2 separate regions of the Triticum aestivum genome follow, and region 2 is linked to region 1. Evidence: chromatin contacts called from public Hi-C data. All regions are on one chromosome and are shown on one strand. Each heading gives the region's core, a stretch centred on a gene start, on an enhancer-like site or on the middle of the called end of the contact. The rest is flanking DNA. Distances are from core to core; before and after follow the strand shown.

Region 1 (5,177 bases), core at 1,357-3,856:
GTGTATTTTCAAATTGTTTAGCTTATATCACAAAAATGTTCTATGTGTATTTCAGAGATGTTCATCGTATATTATGAAATTTTTCAATGTTTATTAAAAAAAGTTCAATGGTCGAATTTTTTATTTTTTTGGATCTGTCACTATATATCCCTGTTCAAGAATTTGTCCGATTAACCAGTTAATTTGCCGATTAATCCCTACTCATAGGGTCACCGAGTAGCTGATAAACCGATAAATCATCTGATTAATTGATTAAATGGCTGATTAACTTGCCGATTAGCCTATTAATCCCCTACTCGCTAGCCAACCGAGCAGCTACCAGTTAACGATTTCCTCAACAATGCTATATATAGTTCTTAAGAGTTCACGCAGCTTACTAATCACTATCGCGCAGCAGCTCAAGTGGTAATGAAAGCTAGCTCTCAATCGTAGGGTAGCTGTTAGATGGAAAAACATATTTGACGCATATCGTGTCAAACTGCCGACGATTCTCACAGGAATACGACTAGCTAGCGATTTTCGGCCAGCCCATCTCGTACACAGGCTCCAGTTTTGGGAACCTTCTAGAGCGTTCCCAGCCGGTTCTTACTGGTTTTGGGAACCATCTAGAAGGTCCCTGAACCTGTTTTTTATTTTTCCTTTTATTTTTCTTTTTTTACTCTTTCTATTTTTTTCTTCCTTTTTCTGGTTCTTTTTTTCTTTTCTTTTCGTTACGTTTTTTCTTTCAGTTTTCCTATTCAAGTTAATTTCTCTTTTTTTAAAAAAAATCTTTGGTCTTTTATTTCCATTTCTGTTCTTATCTTTTTCCAAAAAAAAATTCAAAAAATTCAAATTTTGTTCGTGTTCCCAAAAAATGTTCAGTTTTCAAAAAAATGTTCTCAAAATTAAAAAATTGTTCTTGTTACACAAAAAGTTCGAAACTTTCGAAATTCAGAAAAAGTACCGAATTTCAATTTTTTGTTCACGTATTGCAAAAAAAATCATGCTACCAAATTTGCTTGAGATTTTTCAAGGACAACGCTAACGCCCATACGTGTAGTGAGAGGCAAACCCGCCCACACGCTCTATAATACACAGACTACGTCATGTCACCGCATGCATGCATGTGAAAATCTTTTTAGATTTTCAATTTTTAAAATGGTTTATCTCTTAAATGAAAAATCCGATTGAAGATCCGTTTTCACCATTAAATCCCTGGTGACGAGATCTTCGAAACTAGATCTCATATCAATATATTTTGGTGAAAAAAAATTGGTTAAAAGTTGCCATGTCTATTGCACATGAATTGCCATGATATTTACACTAAAGTTGCCATGGTATGTTTCAGCTATTTTCTTTTACATTTAAAAGTAATTTTAACATATTATAAAACGGGGAATTAAGAAACTAGACTTGCCATGCACCATAAACTAAAATTGCCATGATACATGCACTTAAAATTGCCATGGTTCATACAAAAATATATTTTCATGGTCAAAGTACTGGAATTGCCATCATCAAAAAACTAAAATTGCCATGATGTACAAACTAAAATTGCCACATGGCAACTTTAGTTTAAGCACTATGGTAACTACAGTGTAAATATCATGGCAACTTCTGGGGAAAAAAAATTCGTCAAAACATATCAATATGGGGTCTAGTTTTGAAGATCTCGTCGAGACGGATTTAATGATGAAAACGAATTTTTAATTCGCTTTGTTAATTAGGAGATAAAACATTTTTAAGCCGAAAATCAAAATGATTTCTGCCGATGTCATCTATTCATACGTGGCAAAATGAGTGGTGATGGAGGTGTATGGGCGATGTGCAAACGCGCACACGTGTGAGCGTTAGTTTTTCCTTTTTCAGAATACTTCTCCATTTCAAAATTGATTCTCAAGATCCAAAAATTATTCGTGCTTTAAAAAATTGTTTGCGCTTTGAAATTTGTTCTCCGTTTCGAAATTTGTTCTCAAAATTCAAAAAATGTTCATGCTTTAAAATTTTGTTCACAAATTACAAAATCTTCATGTTTTCAAAAAATGTTTGGGAAATTCCAAATTTGTTCGCTTTCATAATTTTGTTTGCGTTTGTGAAAAAAATCATACCTTCAAAAAATTAGTCGAAATTTCCATTTTAGACATCTTAAAAAATTACTCAATGTTTGTGTTTTTGAAAAAATGTTCGTAATGTAAAAAATGTTCCTGTTATAATTTCTTGTGCCTGTTTTTTAAAAAATGTTTGCATTTCCAAAATTTTGTTCATAATTTAAAATTTTGTTCTCCCTTTCAAATTTGTTCCTTTGTTCAAAAAATGTTTTGGGTTCACAAAATGTTCGACTTTTAAAACATATTGTTCAAAATTATAAAATGTTTGCATTTCAAAAAATAATTACTCTTTTCAAAAACAAAATCACGTTCAAATTTAGAAATAAATTTATCTGTTTGTGGCTTATAGTTGGCACACACTGGCTGCTATTTAGACATTTAATCTCAGTAGTTATGGTGGGTAGTGACGTTGTTAACGAGCAAGAGCTCCTTGGTTCGATCCCCTACAAAGAGCTGTATTTATGTTTTGCCGTGGTCGATTAGTTCTTGAGGCATCAGGTTGATCATGTGGTGCCACTACACCTGCAAATGGGCCGGCTCACGTGAGCCGCCCTGTGCGAAACGTCAACCTCTTGCCGCAGTTAGCGGCATATAGGAGGTCCCCTGTTAGATTCCTCAATACAGCTTAATTTTTTGGAATTTTTAGTACTAGCTCACGATGACGCCAGGGAATAGGCCGGCCCATTTAAAATAGCACCCTGCACGAAAGCTCTCCCGGTGGCGTTCAGCGGCATGAGGTTTGTTCCCAAGCAGACAACAACGTGAGAGCGTGAAAGATTTGTTTTTCCCCAGTTTTCTCTTTATTTCTTTTACTCATTTTTCTTTTATGATTTTTATTTTTATTTTATTTTGTTTCCATTTTCTTTTTCCAAATTTGCATTTTTTCCCTTTGTTTTCTGCAGTTTTCTCTTTATTTTTCTTTATTCATTTATCTTTTATGAATTTTATTTCATTTTCTTATTTTACTTTATTTTTCTTCTTCCAAATTCGCAATTGTTTTATAATTTTAAACAAATTTCAATTCAAAACTTTTTGAACATTAAAGAACAAATTTCAAATCTATGAACATTTTTGAAAAGTTGTGAATATATTTCAATCTCAAGATTTTCTTTTAAAATTCGGGAACATTTTTTTAAACTCATGAATGATTTTTTGAAATTCATTAACATTTTCTAAATTGATGAACATCTGGTGAATTAATGAATATTTTTTACATTTGTGAATTTTTTTCAAATTTGAATAGTTGTTGAAGTGGTGAACATTTTTTGCAATACGGGAACAATTATTGAAATTCACAAACATTTGTTGAATCGATGAACAGTTTTGGATATTTGGTAAGACTTTTTGAAGTTCAGAAACATTTTGAAAGTGAGACATTTTTCGAGTTCTTAAACACTTTTTGAACTCCGAGAACAATTTTTTACAATCGCGCACATTTTATGAATACCTTCACATTTTTTGAATTGGCGAATATTTCTTGAAATTTGGGAGCATGTTTTTGAATTCACGAACATTTTTTAAATTTGGAACAATTTCTTAAATTCCCGAACATTTTTTTAATTCAGTTTTTCCCGAGTTTTAAGAATATTTTTGAATTGAGAAAGATATTAATAGAAAAGAAGACAAAGTATAAAAAGATGACAAAAATCATTGTTTCTGCAAAAAACAAAAATGTTGGAAAACGAATAAAAAAACATCAGGCAAGCTCGATAGCCCTATTTTAGTTGGGCTGGCCTAATTCAGTGTTGGGGGAGGGAGGGTGCGCGTTTTCTTGCTACTCCCCGCGTAGGTCGTGGAATAGGAGGTCCCGCTAAAAGGTACCCCTAACCTGGGATATCTCTAAGTTAGTTACATTTTCTCTAATGATGGCTAGTGACGCATATGCGGTGATTTGTGGTAATCTGAGAGTTTTGATAAGATTTCTTCTCATAAATTTGTGCTTTTTTGTCCTAAATTAATTTTTCAAAATGATTTATCTCTTCAACTGTGCGTTCAAATCATGAACCGTTTACATCATTGAGTTCCTCGTGTTGAGATCTTAAAAACCAGAGCCCATATTAACATATTTCAATAAACTTATTCTCGGGCAAACATTATGCCCCCAAAATGACTAACATATGCTTCCAAATCATACTAAGTCATGCTCCTAAATGAAACTACGTTGTGCTCTCCGTAAAGCGCATCTGTGCTCCACAAGAAAGAATTATGTGCTCCCGCTTGAAGCGTACTTGTGCTCAAACATTATGCCCCAAAATGACTAACATATGCTTCCAAATCATACTAAGTCATGCTCCTAAATGAAACTACGTTGTGCTCCCACGGGATGAAGCACATTTGTGCTCCTCCGTAAAGCGCATCTGTACTCCACAGGAAAGAACTATGTGCTCCCGCTTGAAGCGCACTTGTGCTCCATGCGAAGCACAACACACTCATGCTCTTAATAGACGAAAATCAGGAAAGACGAGGAAACATGAAGGAAATAACAAGTAACATGATAAAAAGCTAGGAAAACAAGAAAAAAGATTTAAAAATAAAATAAAAATCCAACCCACCCCCTCCCCCTGAAAAATATCCCTATGGGAAAGTGTCCAGCAAACGACATCATGGCAACGTAGGGCGCACCATGTGAAGCCGCTGGAGCACTTTCGCGGAGGGAGTGACCCAATAAGGGGTGGCCCAATTAGTTGACCTTGTGCAACAACAGCAGGCCTGGCATGGCATGGCCGAGGATTGCCCCAGGAGATGACTTAGATGGCGCATATAGACTATGGGTAACTGATTAGCGGGCACACCCTGGTTGGGTGTCCCAGCAGACACTTTTGTATGCAGGAGCGCGCCCCAGTGCCATCCATGTGTCGTGCATGGTTTTATAGGGGATGTTTCGGGTATTTCGGTTTTTTTATCATGATCTTTTGTTTTTTTAATGATTTTTATTTTTCTTGATTTTTTATTTCTTCGATATGTTTTGTCATTTTGTCTTTGCCGAGGGTGAAGAACAGTTGTGCTTCCAAAAATAGTAAAGTGTAGATGTGCCTTTGCATGAAGCACAGTTGTTACACAAATCGTGCTTCTCAAAGGGTGAAGCACAAT
Region 2 (4,754 bases), core at 2,014-4,513, 180 kb after region 1:
TGCTAAATTTAATTTAACAAAGCAAATGTAAGTACATTGTGAAAACAATATTTTATTAAAAACATATCAAGCGGGGAACCCTTCTCACCTCCTCTTCTTGCATGTGCTTCTTTTGGATCCTAAAAGCACCATTGTGTCAATAACTTTAGAAGAAGAAAAATAGAAAATGGATTTCTCAAAAGAGAACAAACCTCCATTGCATCAAGCTGGGATCGATAAAGGTGGAAACCATCCATGGGAAGCATTGTCGCAATGTCTTCATTTGAATTCGGTGAACTATCTTTTGCATGCTTCTGAGACCAACGCATATTGACGCGTCGAACCACTTCAGAGGCAACAGTAGACTTGCCTGCACCAGGTGGGCCAGCCAGACCAACAATATATCTGTTCAGTATTTGAGAGTGATATTATTAAGTGGATCAGCAGAGTAGTGATTCAATAATTTCTATCAGAGGAGAGCTAACAAAAACTATTGTTCCAGTAATTTCATCAGATTTTCTTCGTTTACCATCTTAATTATAAATATAGCAGTTGCCCCAAAAAAGGGAAATGAGAAAGAGAAATAAAAGGAGAGGAGGACAATCTACATTGATAAGGTTCATTGTTATGCCTTGAATAACAATCAGATATTGATGCCCTGTTTTCAATGATATCCACATCTTAAAGATCCACTGTATTTCAGACTCAAAATGTTTGTCTGACTAGGTGCTTGTAAGGTGGAGTATTTAACAGGAAGAAACTACAGACAGTTCTGTATAGCATTGGACCAAAAATATTGTGTTCAGTTAACCAGCTCCTGTTTGAATCTAAAATAGGTTGGACCAAAAATATTACGTTTCTGTTTGCTTCTAATAGCGAACAGATAAGAGTGTATCCTTGTTGATAAAAATGTTCATGAATCGATGTTCTACGGCAGAAGAAGCATATAAATAATACAGGTACAAACTGTTGCGACGGAAATAATTCACTATGCCCCAAACAGCATTTCTATAAACAGCTTACTTTGAATCAAGATTATCGATACTCTGTGAAACAGAAAGAAGGTGCTCAGCCAAAGCATCATATACTTCCTCCATTGACCTTCAAGTTTAAAATTAGAGAACTTTTATCAGCATCGCAACTCTCAAATCATGCAATGCAACTCAACCATTGTTGCTCAAATTTGGAAAGATGTACCACCATGTAGCTACTCTAGATATAATCCAGTTTAAATTACTGCTGAAAAAAGGCGAGAGACAATCACAGCATATTAACACATCCTGGTAGTTTTCCTCTTCTTTAAACATGAAAAGTGTGCACTGACTGATGGAGAAAATAGCAAAACTAGCTCCCCTTCTTGTGGTGGCGGTTTCAACCAACGTTTAATTTCCAAGTCTTCAGATACTGATCCAGCGGCTACGGGATTGCTCAGACTCGGGCCAGGGGAAATCCCTGCTCGGCTTGGCGATGCTGGCAGCGGCGACCGACGCTTGCGAGTGCCGTTCCCTCCTTGGAGGCGCTGCCATGGCCTCTGTATGTGCCCCTCTTCGAGCACCGGGGGAAACCCTAGGTCCGGCTCTTCGGATCGGACGGCGAAGGCGCCACGTCGTTTTCCTTCTAGAAGGCACCGTCTTGTTTGCTCGCGGCATCCCCGGTGTTGGTTTTGGGGATGTTGGACGTCACATTGGTTCGGGCTGCCTCTCAAGGTGTGGGCTTCCGGGGCGCTATGTACGACTGCGATGGTGCTTCCCCCATGTCTTCCGCCTCCGGCTAGGCCGGGTCCTGCAGCCCACTTGCCGATCTCCTGGTGCTCTTGGTTGGGGCACGTTGATCTAGTCGAGTTTCGAGCCGTGGCCGCGCAGCGGGGGTTCTCGTGAGGTCTTGACGTGGTTTGGGTATCCTCTGTCTCATCTCCTTGCCTTCCATGGCTTGAGTCCAGACTAGGGGGGTTTAGCTGTGTTGTTTCCTTGTTCAGGCAGAGCATCCCATGTCTCTCTACTCCGGGCACCATTTTCACACCCTCTTGCGCTCGTGCCATGTGTTGTACCCTCCCTTGTACTCATTCTCTTTATTCTATCAATGGAAAGATACGCAAGCTTTCCGTATTCACTAAAAAAAATAGTTCACTGGTGACATGAGCTAACGTTCTTATGTTTTAGAATATGCCTTTCCCCTCTGAATCCAGATTTCTGGTGCTAGTTTGGAAGCTAGGACTTGAAAACATAACAACTTATATGCTACTGATGTTCTGCTAGATTTTCCCTCAAATATAACTTTTGGGGGATGTGCTAGAGATGCCCTAAAGACCAACTTGGTGATCAAATAGGCCAATTCTGACTATGTGGTGACTGTTTTCCTTCATAAATGATAGTTGCAACTTACTTGGCTTCTATCTGTGGAGCTCCTTGTCTCTGATAGCATGCAATCTGGAAAACGATGTTGGAGTCAAACATCGCAAAAAAATACACATGATAGAACTGCGTGAGAAGGAAAGGCGCTCACATTGTGTTTCTTCTTCCATGTAGCCCTGGTAACTGGTTGACGAAATGCGGGCTGAAAGCTCACACTCAGTGAAGGCATTGCCTTGGTCACTTTGCTTCTCACGGCGAAACTCCTACAAGATATGTATCCTGAAGAGGCAGAGACATTGCACCTTTGAGCTATTCAGCAAAGACAGGTAAGAAAAATAGATACTCCCTCAACTTTGTACTGAACCAGTGACAAGTAATATGGATCGGAGTAGCACATTCGTGTTTTTTGGAAATAAGATAGAATCAACAGGTGTCTGACTGCAGGTCGGTCAGTCTTGCTGGATAATCAGAGACATGGTTTGTAGAATCAGTCTACGAATCAGCGGCCGCCTACAAATCAACCGTATGCAGAGCAAAGCCTCACCGGCCGGCCGATCCGGCGATCCCCGCCGCAGCTCGTCGTGATCGAAACCGGCGCCAGGGACGAAGCAGTAGATCGTCGGGCCGAACCACCCTACTTGCGAACCGGGAAGATGAGAAACAGAAGGGGGATAGATCACTTACGAGGCGAGGCGAGCTGGCGGAGATCAGCCGGCGGCCGGAGCAGCCGCGCCTGAGCCGCCGTGGGGCAGGCGACGGAACCCGACAACTCCATGGCCCCTCTCTGGATCGAGGAGCGCGTGCTGTTCTTCTAGAGTGAGATTAAGCGACAAAACCGCTGCAGTAGGTTAGACTGGATTATCCAGAGGATTAAGTAAGGATCAGAATCTTTTCATTCCTCTACTCGGTTCCGATTCAGAAAGGGACTGAATTTCTTTCGGGGAAAAAATAAAATAAAACAAAAAGAGCAGGTGGAACTTCCCATCTGGGCCCCTCATACTAATCTCCAATGCAAGTGCATCCCCAGGACCCGACTGTAAAATTGCCCCAGCTCACACTGGGAAATCTACACCAGACTACACTTGCAGGCTTACAGTTACAGCAGCATCCATTTGGAAACAAGAGATTAAACAAATCAGTAGGGTCATGACAAAAATTATAGGGTGTGTCTAGGGCACATCTAGATGTGCTCTAGTTATTGCACATCTAAGTGAGTGAATCAAGTACAAAGAGAAAAAGAAAAAAGAGAGAAAATATTCACACGAATCTCAATGTAAGATCAATGACATATGACTTAGATGTGCAATACTTATGGCACATCTAGATGTGCTTTAGCAAAACTGAAAATTATATATGGACACACCAATAAATATTTAATTTATGTCGTCATTATTTCGCAGGATGAACCAAGGGTGCTAGGCCACACTACACCATGCCCTTATTGTCCAACAGAAGAATTCAGCAGGGAAGAAACAAATGAGATTTTTGCAGAGAAACAAGAAACAGTAGAGTTCTACAACACCAGTAGGCTCAGATTATGTGCCCCCAGCCAGCCTTACAACATCACAGCCTAACTAATCTTCCTTTCCTGTGCCCCCTAGGTTGTTGGGACTGCTAGCTATTCGGCTGGCTCTGCAAGTGACTGCCTTGCTTCAGCTCAGACGTGAACCGCGCACTGGCTTCGCCGCGACTCGCCGCACCATTTCTCGTCCTCAAACTGCTGAAAAGGGTTCGCAGTAAACGAATGTGAGTGATCACTGTCAACAGAGAAGCGATGAACCAACAAGTGGATGCAGATTGGTGAGGGTTGCAGCATTGCAGGTGCAGTTCATTACCTGTTCTAGCATGAATTGTGGGACTTGCACCCGCTTCGAGCCATCCGCAAGGCGCTTGCAAGGCATGCGAGGCTCTGCTGCTGCAAACTCGTTCAGAACCTGGCAAAATTTAGAGTGGCAACTCGTTCAGAAACGGGAACATAAGATTATGGCAATGCTCCCTATATTTCAACCTAAGATTAAGATGAAACTTGGCAATTGATGTTGCAGCAGCTAAGGCTTTTCTCATCAGAGGGGAGGTTAAAAATTGGCAGTACCTGGTTTCTGATTGCTCCGATTAACATATCATGGCATCCAGTGACATGAACATCTTTCAAGCTTGGACACTGAAGAAGCAACCGTTCTGCAGAAAGTTTCACAGGCTGTAAACACTCGTGCACTAACCATTTATAAGTTCGGACACTGAAGAAGCATCTACGGAGTAGTTCGGTACCGACCGAACAAGAAAGAATTAGGATGTCACACCTGGATTCAGATTTATGCAGGAGTTGAGGTTCAGATCATTCAGCTCTGGGCAATTTACACATAGGGCCTGTCATGCATGAAGAGAACAGTAGTAAGAAATAGCTTCATTTTGTACACAAACAAG

Evidence for each region. Hi-C and Micro-C count contacts between places; a contact is called where the count stands out from the background.
Region 2: a Hi-C map of leaf shows a contact between it and region 1, with 3 times the contacts expected there. The contact joins the promoter of LOC123119484 here to the enhancer-like site in region 1. A contact is called at or near these places in 3 of 5 Hi-C or Micro-C datasets (leaf and an unstated tissue).

The regions. Positions count from the first base shown.
Region 1 is chr5D:66,747,360-66,752,536 of IWGSC CS RefSeq v2.1, forward strand. No RefSeq gene overlaps it. Among protein-coding and RNA genes, the nearest start is that of LOC123119483, 82 kb to the right of the region's middle. Within about 2 kb of position 2,607, at least 1 of the 8 cell types and tissues checked has an H3K27ac peak or open chromatin away from gene starts, as enhancers often do.
Region 2 is chr5D:66,923,929-66,928,682 of IWGSC CS RefSeq v2.1, forward strand. It overlaps LOC123119484 (putative uridine kinase C227.14), which reads right to left and starts at 3,264. Exons shown (of 13, transcript XR_006458700.1): 1 at 3,015-3,264; 2 at 2,482-2,609; 3 at 2,362-2,405; 4 at 1,003-1,080; 5 at 192-384; 6 at 89-119; 7 at 1-2. It overlaps LOC123119487 (F-box/LRR-repeat protein 17), which reads right to left. Exons shown (of 11, transcript XM_044539295.1): 8 at 4,631-4,697; 9 at 4,423-4,508; 10 at 4,166-4,264; 11 at 3,699-4,047. The coding sequence ends at 3,988.